Regions from separate parts of the Capra hircus genome. Here region 1 is linked to region 2. Evidence: chromatin contacts called from public Hi-C data. All regions are on one chromosome and are shown on one strand. Each heading gives the region's core, a stretch centred on a gene start, on an enhancer-like site or on the middle of the called end of the contact. The rest is flanking DNA. Distances are from core to core; before and after follow the strand shown.

Region 1 (6,848 bases), core at 335-2,834, 49 kb before region 2:
AGGTGCCGAGTCCAGGCCTGAGACGATGACAGTCCTGATGAGTAGCGACAGGAGCGGTGGTGGTGAGGTCCGCGATGCTACCCTGCACGAACCTGCTCACTCAAGGCACTGCTCTGACCCTTTCCAGAAAGCGACCCACTTACCCCTGTTGCAGACCTGGGAATTAAACTCCACCTTACTCCAGTTTACCACGGAGAGCCCCGAGGCCCAGACGGGTTCTGTAATTGCCCAGGACCACACAGTTTTTAAGGTGCAAAGCGGGGACTGAGCACCAGAGTCTGGCTCTGACCCTGGTCTCCCCAACACCACACTGAGGAGGAAACAGCAGACACCCCTGAGTGGGGCCAGCATTCTGAGACCAAGTGTGGGGCAGCTGTGAGGGAGGGATGTGAGCACCGAAGTGCAACCACTGGGAGCAGGGCAGGAGAGGGGCAGACTCAAGAGACTTCAGCATTTCATGAACTGTGAGAAAATAATAAAACTGAGACTCCTGCACAGTGACATGGTCACATCTACTGCCATCAATATTTCACTAAAAAAAGGATTTTTACATCAAAGGAACCCCACAGAGGACAGCTTCATAAAGTGAAGGTATATGTTCCTTACTGTTAAGGTTCCACTGTACGAGGCTCACCACCGAAGCCAAATTCCCGACTCTGCTGAGGGCCAGGCAAGCCCGAGGGTCACACGGGAGGAGCAGAACAGTGCCCGGAATAGGCCTGCTGTGCGGTCAGTCAGCGGCCAGGGTGAGCTCTGACTAGTATTCACAGTAACTCCGGTGCTACAAGTGACGCACTTTTTCTGTTTCTCATATCCCTTCAAAAAGGGATTCCTGTACAGCTCTGGTGAATGGGATACAGAAACCCAGAGGCTGACAAGTTGATGATAATTCAACCTGAAAATGCAGCCAAGGGACCCAACAGTGAGGGTTAAGGGCCAGCAAGCTTGCACCGCTGCTCAGGGATGCCCCCCCTGTTGAAGAGGGGAAATTAGCAACAGTTGGGGGGAAGAAGAGTTAAGTACTGAACCAGATTTTCCCTAAAAAATCAGGAGGCAGGAAAAAGAATAAACAAAGGCCTTCCTCAGGGCCGTTCCCAGTGCCCCTGATGAAATGTCCATGAGCCTTCAGAAACGGGGCTTCTCAGCCTCTGGACAACAGACATTCAGATCCAGAAAGTTCTTTGCTGAGAAGGGGAGAGAATGTGTCTCCTCTGCATAGTGTAAGGATGTGTGGAGGCGCTCCGGGTCTTCACTCAGTAGGTGCCTGTAGCAACTCCATCCCAGTGGTGACAACCTATGTCTCCAGACGGGGCCAAGTGCCCCTGGGGAAGGAGAACTGCTGGCTTAGAGGATATAAATCAGGTGGCGGGGAGAGCTAGAGTGATGGGGAGGGGCTGCTAGGAGAGTTTACAGTCAGGAAACAGTTGGTGAGGAAGCAAGGTGGCCATGTGCAGAGAGGAGATGGCCACGTGAGAAGCCGAAATGCCCAAGAGCACCCACCAGGAAAGCAGAACAGCAGCTCAGAGGCCTGAGGCAAACATGTCAAGTGTGTGCGGAAACAGCAAGACGCCAGTGGGCCCGGAGCCGCGCGCACGGGGAGAGCCTGGGGAGCCGGGTGGAGGGATCCGGGGTCCATGGTGGACATTTTTGTTTCATTTTGTTATAAAATATCTAAATATGTCAAGCTTTTCCTGATTTGGTTCAACCTCCTCTCACTGACGCAGAACACAATCCCAGGTCTCCAAGAACCGGCCTGTCTCACCGAAGCCCTGGCTTTACAGCCCTCCCTTCCCTCAAACTGAGCGGCCTGACGGGGCCGTCCCCGAGCTGCTGTTTCTCCACCGTGGCTCTCCGGCCCGTGAGGACTAGGTCATCCTCAGCTGAGCGGGGCTGTCATGTCCACCCCCTGGTGCTGAGGGGCATCTCTGGACTCATCATCAGACCCCAGGACCACCCACCCCCACAGGTGACGGGCAGATGCGGCTGCAGACGCTGCCCGATGTCTCCTGGGCACAAAACTGCCACATGCCGAGACACGTTCCTCTCCCAGCTTCTCCTTCTCGGACCAGCAGACGATCCCGGCCGAGACTGGGTGCACATGAGACACCCGTGAATGCGCAGGAGGACAGAGAAGCCCCCTGACCGAGACCCTGCGGTCAGACAGGATCTGCTGGCACTGAAGGCAAAGGCCTCCTGGGGCCCCGGCTGCGCACCCTCTTCCTGGAGAACAGCCTGTCACCCACATCCTGTGCACCCGGCTGTAGGGGACGCTTCGGAACCAGTCTCATTCGGTCCGCTCCCTCTCTGGAATGTGGCCGGTCTGTGCTGGGCCCTGGGCTGAGAGGCTCAGGTGGTCACTTCCGCCTCATGGACACCCCCACCCCCACCCAGAGCCCCGCGGCAGAGAAAGAGCAACAATATAAACATACAAAGCGGTAGAAACAAGGCATCTGGGAGCCCTGGAGAGCAGGGATTGGGGTGGTCACTCCTGTCAAACTTGCTGGGGTCCAAAAACCATTCTGAAAAACAGAGACGTGAGCAAAGCCAGAGAAAGCAGCCAGGCCGGGAGACCCAGAAGCCAGGGTGGAATCCTGGTTCTCCAATTTCAGTCCCATGTGGCCCGACTGGAAATGCTGCCTTTGGGTTCTGCTGAACATTCATTTCCTTCCACCACTTTCTAAGAGCCAAAGGGGAACTTTATTCAAAGAGAGACACAGAGACAGGAGGCAAGAGGAGGTGAATCTCAAACATGAGTGAAGCTGTGAGGAAGCAGGAGGGAGGGGGCATTCCTGAGTCCTTCCTGACAAGTCAAGATGGAGCCAGGGTCTGGGATGAAGGAGGTGGCCAGGGCCCGCACAGCAGAGCAGGGGCCTTACCCAGAGACACCAGGAGGCCGCGGTTCTCCAGCATCACCTCCCGGTACAGGGTCCTCTGGGCCGGCTCCAGATGCCCCCACTCCTCCTGGGTGAAGGTCACAGCCACGTCATCGAAGGTCACAGACAGCTGGAATGTCAAATACAGATACTAGCATCAGCTTTGGGACGACTGGGTGGGATCAGAGCTTGTCTCTGCATCGCTGGTAAAGGAGCAGCAAGGTCGAGACCCTCATCACCGGGCACCTCCTCTGCACTAGGCTGGAGGGGAGGTGGACAATGCTGTGGACATAACACAATACAGCCCTACTTCAGAGATACTGGGAGTGTGGTTCCCCAGCACTCCAAAAAATCAAGTCACATGATGTTTTTGGCCTCCCACTGCAAATAAAAGTTACGTTTAGGACTTCCCTGGTGTCCAGTGCTTAAGAATCCACCTACCAATGCAGGGGACACGGGTTTAATCCCTGGTCCACGAAGATGTCGCATGCTTTGGGGCAAGTAGACCCGTGTGCCACAACTACGGAAGCCCGTGAGCCCTAGAGGCCCTGCTCCACAACAAGAGAAGCCATCACAGTAAGTCCACGCACAACAACAAAGAGTAGCCACCCTGCTCGCTGCAACGAGAGAAAGCCTGTACAGCAACAAAGACCCAGTGCAGCCAAAAATAAATAAAAGTTTTCCAATGCTTACACCGGACTGCGGTCTACTAAGGGTGCAATAGCACTATGTCTAAGACAATACTTTGGATACCTAAATTAAAAAGTACTTTATTGCTAAAAAAGGCTAACCATCATCTTGAGCTGTAACCTTGTTGCGGGTGGAACATCTCAACTACTCTAAGAACTAGCAAAATGTGACACAAAGACACCAGGAAAGCAAATGATGAAAAACTTGCTGGATGCAAGGTTGCCACAAACCTTCAATCTGCAATAAAAACAAACAAAAAACCACAGAATCTACAAAGCACAATAAAGAAAAGTATGATCACAGTGTAAAAGAGAAGCCTCCTAGGCAGGAGCCCTTGGAAAATGACAAAAGTCAATGAAAACAACACTAGGACTGAGAGATGCAGACAGAAAGGATGCTACAATGTCAGAGGAATGCGTATATAGTGATAATAATAATACAAATAATGTTAAGAACAGCAGTAGGGGCTACCCAGGTGGCTCAGTGTTAAAGAGCCCACCTGCCAATACAGGAGACTCGGGTTCAATCCCTGGGTCAGGAAGATCCCTGGAGAAAGAAAAGGCAACCCACTCCAGTATCTTTGGTGGGAAATCCCATGGACAGAGGAGCCCGGCAGGCTACAGTCCCATGGGGTCACGAAGTGTGAGACAGGGCTGAGCAACTGAACAACAACAACCTGAGCTTCACTGGTCCTGCTAGTTGCCTGCCCCATGCTGAGAGCGTTATGTCATGTCTAAAAGCAACTAAAAGGACTTCCCTAGCTGTCCAGTGGCTAATACTCCACACTCCCAGTGCACAGGTCCCAGGATCAACCCCTGGTCAAGGAACTAGACCCCACATGCCACAACTAAGAGTTCACGTGCCGCAGCTAAGAACCTGCATAGCCAAACAAACAAACATTAAAAAAAAAAAAAGCAACTAAGCCCCTAGCTCTCAAGTCATCATTTCCACCAGTGACTCCTAACTAAAAACACTCCACAGAGTCTGCCTTGTTAATCTTACTCCCACCACCATATACTGGACACATTCTGTACCTTCCCCTGAAACGGGCAGCAGATGCAGGACCACATCCCTGTATGATCAGAACCACTAAGGAAACATAAACAATTCAGCCACCCCACTCTCAGATGAAGAGCCCTACTACTGCAGACCCACCATTTAAATGCTCCAAGACATTGGCTCACGGTTTTTTCACCTTACACATTCAGTGCTCACATCTTTGTGTATCAAGTGTCGTGTTTTGTTTGCCGCACTGCTCAGCTTGTGGGACCCTAGCTCCCCAACCAGGGATCAAACCCAGGCCCTTGGCAATGAGAGCGCAGAGTCCTAACCCCTGGACCACCAGGGAATCCCATTAGTTTTCTTGAGTTAATACTTCAATTAAAGATGTGGAAATTCCTAATAAACTGTTCATACAGAGGAATCCTGCAATATTACTCATTTCTGGTGTTAGATAAACTGTTATCACTAGGGACATTTGGGGCAGGTAGGTAAAGAGAAACAAAATTAACCAGGGCCTCAACAATGACTATCAGATGATATGTTTAATTAATTAAAACTCTCTAAGGAAGGGGACAGGGGACTTCCCTGGTGGTCCAGTGGCTAAGACTCAGTGCTCCCAATGCAAGTTCCATCCCTGGCTAGGGAACTGTGATCCCACATGCTGGTGTACCTAAATAAAAAAATAACTCGAAACTCTCTGGCATATAATCCAACAGCACCCTCCATGACTGTTTAAGCGTGCACCTATGGATGGGCTTTCTCTGGTTGGTCTAAGTTAGAAGTGGGGAAAAGAATTAGGGAAAGGGTTAATTATTAATCAAGTCCTGGCCATTTGCGGCCGGGGATACAATTCTCACTGCTTCTCCTCCTGGAAGCTCTCTCTAGAGATAGGAATTTGACTTCAGGCAAGTCTGACTTAGACCGGGCAGGACTCCCGGGTTATTGACTGTAGATGACGGGCTGGGTTCCTAGGCAGGTTATTTGCCAAAGCTTCAATTTTATACGCCATCTGTTTCCCATTTGTATATTCAGGCTTGCGCGTTCTAGGACTAGAGATAAAGTGAGTGACGAGCCAGCTCCACTGGTCTCACACAAACACAGCTGCAGAGAAACTCAATGCCTCTCCTGAATTCCACCCAGCTCAGGAGCTCTCTCCGAATCAGCAACGCCAGAAACACCGTCCACTCACCCGCGCCGGGTCCATCCACGCCGCCGCCATCATGGGCCCCTGAGGAGATCGCGGGACCCGGAGAGGCGGCGACAGAGGCGAGTCCCGCGGGTTCAGCCGACCGCCGCTCGTTCCTTGCTCTGGGTGAGGTGGCCGATCACGCGGAGGCTCACAGCCAGCTCGAACGCGCGCAAGGGAACCCAAGCCACCTTTCTGCTCATTTGCGAAGACGGCACTGGAAGAGGCCACAGAATAGTTTAACCCCTCCCGACAGCTGGCGTGGACCGAGCCGTCGCACGCAAATGACGTCCGCCACCGGTGGGGCCGGAAGTCCCACCTCTCCTCAGGAAATGTCCCCTCCCTGGGCCGTCATTGGCCCAGCGCCTGCTGCAGTCGCGCCGTGTAGCACTTTCTGGGTAATGTGGTTTTTTCTGTGCAGACAATAGGCAGTGGAGCGTGTTCCAGAGCTGCTCCCAGTGTTCCACTCTTTGCGATCCCACGGACTGCAGCGTGCCAGGCTTCCCTGTCCATCACCAACTCCCAGAGCTTGCTCAAACTTATGTCCATCGAATCGGCGAACCCCATGAACAGTATGTAAAGGCAAAAAGAGCCACCCTACCTCGATGTAAAATATTTAGGAGATCCGAAGCCCCGAATCAGACCCGCTTCACAGCGCGCACAGCTCGGGGGTAGCGAGGGAGCACTAACGGTGCAGGTGAAAAACCATGAATCAACGTATTGAAGCATTTTTTTCTTTTTTCTTTTTTTGGCTGGGCAAAGTGTTCAGAGTCCTAACTACTGGACCGCTAAGGAATTCCCTTGGAGCATTTAAATGATAAATCTGCAATGATGGGACTGTTCATCCAAGAGAGGAGTGGCTGAATAGTTTGTATTTCCTTAGTGGTTCTAGTCTTACAGAGATGTGGTCCCGCCTCTGCTGGACATGTCATATTGAGAAGAATATTGAATATGGTGGTGGGAATAACAGGGCAAACTCTACATGGAGTGATTTTTAGTCAGAAGACACAGAGGTGAAAAAGATGCCTGTGAGGGTGGAGGACTTCCCTGGTGGTCCAGTAGCTTAGACTTGGCGATCCCAATGGAGGGAACCCGGG
Region 2 (6,608 bases), core at 3,081-5,580:
ATCATACTGGGGTGGTTCGAGAGTCCATGGCTAAAGTAAGAGGGATTAGAGCGCAGGAGGAGAGAGAGGGAGGCTCAGCAGGGCTGGTTCGAGTCCTGGTTCCAGAGCTCCCCTTGGCTGACAACTTTGCTATCCTCCCTGATGGGACCGATCATCATTCTCCTGCTGCTCCTGACTTTCGGGCCCTGTATCCTAAATAAGCTTTTGGCCTTCATCAAACAACAGCTCGACACGGTCCAGCTGATGATGATGTCACAGCAGTACCAAGGGCTCCCAACAAGCACTCCGTGGCAAGATTAACGGCAGACACCCCGTCATCCTGGCCATACCCTACCCCTCGTCGCCCCCGTTCAGCAGGAAGTAGCCAGAGAGAATCGGCGCCCCTTGTCCTATATCAAAAAGGCCGGGATGAAAGGTCAGGGCAAGGTCGGGCGTGTTGAGGCATGCCTGGGCATGCCCGGGCATGTCGGGACATGTCCTGGCAGACAGACCCCCCCCCCCCCTTCCTTGCTCACCCACCCCCGGGAGTTCTGCCCGAGAGCGACCGCCCAATAAAAGGCCCTGATCAACGGTCCATAGGGGTGGTTCTTTCTTCCCGCGGCGTTTCTTACAATTACCATCTTGGGGATTTGAACCATGAGTTATTCGCTGGTGCTCTGGAGAGGGAAAGAAGGCTAGACACTGAGTCATATGTTCAACAACTCAGTCAGTCATGCTTCTGTAACGAAGGTCAATCAAAATCTACATACCCGGGCTCTGGTGAGGTTCATGGGTTGCCAACACTCCGTGCACATACTGCCAAACATTGATTCCTGGAGGTAAAGAGTCGCTGCAGACACGGAAGCTTCGTGATTGGAATACCTCTGGCCCTTCTTCTGAGCTGTATCCTGTACCAAACATACTCTGTGAGCATAACAGGTTCAAGGGGAGTTTCTCTGAGTCTAGCAAATCAATGAACCTGAGGGTGGACTGGGAAGTCTCTTGACTTCCAGTTGGTTTAGAAGACCAAGGCAGACACGGCGGCCCTGGAGTTCTATGTTCCTAATCTGGGGTTTGGCTAACTGTGTGAAGGAAGAGGCCAGGGGAGTTGTACACCACAGGAGTCCTGCACCAACTCCAGGTACAACAGGCATTGCCACAGAGAGACAGTGGGAAGGATGCTACAGCCTCAGGAGACAACGTACAAAAGCCCCACAGGTCACGCGGATGGTGCTGACGAGAGTCCAGGGGAGCTGACTTGGGTTACTGTGAAAACTCCCAGGACATAGCTCATAAGGCAGGATGGTAAGCAGGATGAAGAGACACACTGGGTCTGTTATGTCTGAACAGTTTGGTGAAAAGACTAGCAAAATACACATGATCTAGATGAACAAAATGTCACAACTTTACTTGAAGACATTAAAGAGGAGCTAAACCGAAGACGAATTTAATGTAGGGGAGAGACAGCCAAAAGGTGCAGACTTCCACTTTTAAGATTAAGTAACCGAGGGATGTCATGTACAACTCAACGACTATAGTTGACACTGCTGTATGATATAAAGAAGCACCATTAAGAGAGTATTGTTAAGAGTTTTCATCACACGGAGAACATTTTTTTCCCTTTTATCTTTTCTTCTTTATTTTTTAATGTATTGTCACCGTGATTAAATTAAACTTATATTCAGAGTACATCATGCGAAATGCCGGGCTGGATGAAGTACAAGCTGGAATCAAGATTGCTGAGAGAGATATTAATAATCTCAGATATGCAATGACACCACCCTTATGGCAGAAAGCAAACAGGAACTGAAGAGTTTTTTGATGAAAGACAAAGAACAGACTGAAAAAGCTGACATAAAACTCAACATTCAAAAAACAAAGATCACGTTATCGGGTCCCATCACTGCATAGCAGATAGATGGGGAAATAATGGAAACAGTGACAGACTTTATTTTCTTGGGTTCCAAAATCACTGCAGATGGTGAGTGCAGCCATGCAATTAAAAGATGCTTGTTCCTTGGAAGAAAAGCTATGACCAACCTAGACAGCTTATTAAGAACTGACTCACTGGAAAAGACCCTGATGTTGGGAAAGATTGAAGGCAGGAGGAGAAGGGGACAACAGAGGATGAGATGGTTGGATGGCATCACCGACTTGATGGACATGTCTGAGCAAACTCTGGGAGTTGGTGCTGGACAGGGAGGCCTGGTGTGCTGCAGTCCACGAGACTGCAAAGTCGGACTTGACTGAGCGACTGAACTGATCTGATACAAGAAGACGGATGTTAGCTTAACCAGCTGGTAATCACTTCATAATATATGTAAATCAAACCAGCATGCTCTGTGCCTTAAAACTTATACAGTGATGTATATCAATTGTTTCTCAACAAAACTGAAAAAAAATGAATCATATGAGCTGACAATTCTATCCCAATTAATTTGTATATTCAATAAAATTTCCAAGAAAATACCAATTGGGTTATGGTGGAACTCAGTAGTTTTACCATGGGATTTGCATGAAAAATCAACGATGCAAGAATAACGAGAATTAAGAAAACGAGAGATACCTTAGCAGGTAACAGGATTCGAGACTTTAAGACACTGTGGTCCTGGTACAGAGAGAAGACAAACAGGCAATGGGAAAAGAACAGAGCCCAGGACACACACATGGAGCTCTGGGGAGTGGCAGAGAAGGGAGAGCAGTTCACAGTAAAAGGAAAAAGTATCAAGTGAATGGAGCTAGAAAAATGGGGGACACTGGGAATGAGAACACTGTATTCCTGTCTCACACTGTCCTCAAATTCTACCTCACACCAGAAAGAGTTAATGTCAGGTGCCAAGCTTAGAACATCTTATAATGAGAACATCTTTTTGATATTAGGGATGGAGCAGCACCTGTAACTGATAAAAGTATCAGTAACATACAAAAATCCCTAAAAACGAAAGTCAAACAAAGTTAACACTTGGCATTTTCGATGAACTGACATTTCAAAGAAGAAAATACAGTTGTTCGTCAGTATCCACAGGGGAATAACTGGTATCAGACACTCCTGCTCAACACCCAAATCCAAAGATGCTCAAGTCCTTTACTTAAAATGGCAGTTTTTGCACATAACCTACACACAGCCTCCTGTGTACTTTAAATCGTCTCTAGAGTGCTTGTAATATCTAATACAATGTAAATGCTATGTAAATAATTGCCAGCACAAGGCAAACTTAAGTTTTGCTTTTTCGAGCTTTCTGGGATTATTCTTTTCCCCCAGTCTCTTCAATCCATGCTTGATGAATCCAGTCAGAACCTGCAGATGAAGAGGACAACTGTACAAATGGGCTGATAATTACATGATAAGAAGCTAAAGCTTGTGAACAATTAAGGAAATGCAAGGCAAGCTCACCTAAGACACAATTTTGTCAATTAAGCAAAAATAAATGTGCCTGAGAGCATGAAGGACAGAATAGGACATAGTCAGTGGAATCTAGAGAATTCTGGATAGGCAGATCTCTTTTAGAAAACCACTGCAATTGTCACCTAAACTTGAAAGTTTGCACAGGCTACAAGCCAACAATTTTACTCCTAGAAATAACAAAAGACAGGCCTAATCGTGTGCAAGATGGCCAATACATACAAATGTTCTTGGTAGCACTGTCTGTGAGTGACGAAATGTAAACAATGAAATGCCCTACAGAGTGGATGAATATGAAACAGAGAATATTTTTTTTTTTACTTGCTTCAAGTGGAAGAAACGTGGGCACATTTTTATGTTGAGTAGACAAAGGATAAAGTTACTAAGGGGCTTCCCTGGTGGCTCAGAAGGTAAAGCATCTGCCTGCAATGCGGGAGACCTGGGTTCGATCCCTGGGTCAGGAAGATCCCCTGGAGAAGGAAATGGCCACCCACTCCAGTATTCTTGCCTGGAAAATCCCATGGACAGAGGAGCCTGGCGGGCTACAGTCCATGGGGTCGCCAAGAGTCGGACACGACCGAGCGACTTCACTTTCACTTTTAAGGTTACTAAACAAGCAGTAAATAAGAAATACTTTCCCTAAAAGGTGTAACCTAGACTCTGGTTCAAGAACTGGCCACGAAGTGTGCCAAGATCTCTTCCGCCAGGTGAAAGGAAAACTACAGCCTGGGAACCTGAGTGCAGAAGGGCTGAGGACCAAGCAGGAGTTTACTGTGGAGACTTGCTGACACCCCAGGGTCATGCGCCGAGACACCTGCACTGGGGAGGCAGTCACTGTCGGGAGTCACTTTTATGTTCTAAAACTGCACACCCCCAGCAACCCCAGGACAGAGCGACTATCGCGACTGGCACTTTCAGGAGCAGACCCTGCTCACCAACCTCCTGCTCCTCGCCTGGGACAGAGGGCTCAGTCACAGCTCCCTGCCCACCCCCCCAGTGTGGCCAAGAGCCCGGTGCCTTCCGGTGGAGCCATCAGAGGGCTGGTGTTTATGGGAGTCAGAGCAGCGTCATTCCCCCACTTCTCTGCTGGCTGCAGGGGGTCAGGACAACCTGAAGTCCCATACTGACGACAGAACGAGCCCAGGGCCCCAAGCGGCCGTGTGCTGCAGAGCTCCCCATGTGCTGCAGAGCTCCCCGTAATCCGCAGGGCTCCCCGTGACCCGCAGGGCTCCCCGTGACCCGCAGGGCTCCCCGTGACCCACAGGGCTCCCCGTGACCCACAGAGCTCCCCGTGACCCGCAGGGCTCCCCGTGACCCACAGGGACCAGGTGTGAGTCAGAAACAGCGCCTCCACGTGCTTGAGCACCGAGATGCCGGATCCCTCTGACACAGCAGCCAGGCTGTAACTCAGCCGAACTTACGTGCAGACACAAGGAGATCCCAAATTCCACTGGGACCACCCAGCTGGTGGTCGGCACCCAGGCCTGAAGCCCAGGACACATCTGAGCTTGTACACCATTGTCCTCGGCGAGGACAGAGGGACCTGGGGTCAAAGGGCTCCGTGGCTTCCAGACCACTAGAGGCCCCAACAAGACGCCTCCCAGGGAACCAGGGCCAGCGGCTTCCGGCAGGGTCTCTGCCCACAGCTTGGCTCCTACCTGGACAGGTGCTTCGGGAGAGGTCTCTCTTCACCGTCCATAGCTCCTGCCCATGCTCCAGCTGGTAGATCAGCTCAGGTCTGGGGACAGGACACCCTGGACATGGAGAAAAAAAGGAAGACCTTGGAGGGTAAGAGGAGTGGAGAGGAAGAGGAAGGGACTAATTATTATGCCATGCCAGGGAGAGGCTGAGCTTAGAGGCCCAGGCCCCTCCCCGACAGGAGATAGACAAAAACTAAAAACCAGGGCTTTAAAAGAATAAAAGCCCAAAAGGGAAAAAGGGAGGGAGTGATGGCACACACTTTAAACCTTATATACCAAGCAAATGCCAGGTCTAGCAAACACAATACTGGTTCTGGACTGGTACCGATTCAAACATAGTAACAACAAAAACCAAACCAAAAGCCCTAGATAACAAAGAGAGAGTAAAACATTTACCGAAATAATATACAATACATAAGTAAATTAGAGCACAGTTAATAGTTGGATCCAACTGGAAATCCAAAATTTTTTTACTAAAACTTACACATTATATATGAATAACATAACTGAACGTATTTTAAAAGTTTATATTACTGAAACATAACAAGGCACAAACTGGTTTGTCTGATCCTACAACACAAGTTTTTGAATTATCTTCAGAATTTGTTAAACTGCACCAACAGACAAAACCTCATGAACTTAATACTGTGGCTCAAATCATAGCTATACCTGGGAATACCCCTAAACTGAAACACTGTACTCTGCCATCTTAAAAAGTAACTCAAGAGGAAAACCAGGCATGTCTCACTTCAACTCTACAGCTTTGCCTGAACTTCCTATAGGCCAAGTCTCCACTGTTCTAAAAGTACCCCACACTGGGCATTGATGCTCTGACATAATACATAATTAAAATGAACTTCCGGCACTTCTAAATTAATTGACTTGATCCAGCCCAATGTAAGCTGAATAGGAAATTTCAGGGAGCAAGCCTTATATGTGAGACCTATTTCATCAGGGGTGATGATCCCCACTGCCGCCCCGTCTGACAGCCCCACGGTGCCTGTTCTTAAACCTGAAAAGACCCAGGCCCTCACTGTGAGTTACTGCACCTTCATTCTGTGGTTCCACCCAGCTTTACGGCTCCTGTCATGGACTGAACTGTGTTCCCCTAAGCTGAACGTGTTACCCCCAGGCCCCAGTGTGGTCCGATTTGGACTTAGGGCCTTTAACGAGGCAATGAAGGAGAAACGAGGTCATGGGGTAGGGCCCTGATCTGGTAGGCCTGGTACCCTTTGAAGAGGAAGAGGAAGTCCCTCCGAGCCAGAGCAAAGGTCAGGTAAGGACTCCCAAGCAGGTGGTCAGCAAGAGACCCTTATCAGGAACTGAACTGGGCCATCCAGCCTCCAGAAACTGTGAAAAGAAAGCTGTTTAACCACTGAGCTGACAAACAAGACCCACACACCCCAAACCCAGCATTATTAAAAGCCAGAAATTGCTTGCCCTGACAGACTAGGCTAAGGTGCTCTGTTTGGTGTCTGTTTTGACAGCCTCACAGCTTTGGTCTGCCTTCACTCTGAAGGGAAACA

Evidence for each region. Hi-C and Micro-C count contacts between places; a contact is called where the count stands out from the background.
Region 1: a Hi-C map of blood shows a contact between it and region 2, with 15 times the contacts expected there. The contact joins two enhancer-like sites. A contact is called at or near these places in 4 of 5 Hi-C or Micro-C datasets (blood and liver).

Annotation. Positions count from the first base shown.
Region 1 is chr18:65,934,492-65,941,339 of ARS1.2, reverse strand. It overlaps LOC102172654 (zinc finger protein 805), which reads right to left and starts at 6,016. Exons shown (of 5, transcript XM_018063504.1): 1 at 5,755-6,016; 2 at 2,877-3,003. The coding sequence starts at 5,787. Within about 2 kb of position 1,584, at least 1 of the 5 cell types and tissues checked has an H3K27ac peak or open chromatin away from gene starts, as enhancers often do.
Region 2 is chr18:65,888,438-65,895,045 of ARS1.2, reverse strand. LOC108638122 (zinc finger protein 264-like) reads right to left here. Exons shown (of 5, transcript XM_018063426.1): 3 at 5,041-5,136; 4 at 750-887. Among named protein-coding and RNA genes, the nearest start is that of DUXA, 22 kb to the right of the region's middle. Within about 2 kb of position 4,330, at least 1 of the 5 cell types and tissues checked has an H3K27ac peak or open chromatin away from gene starts, as enhancers often do.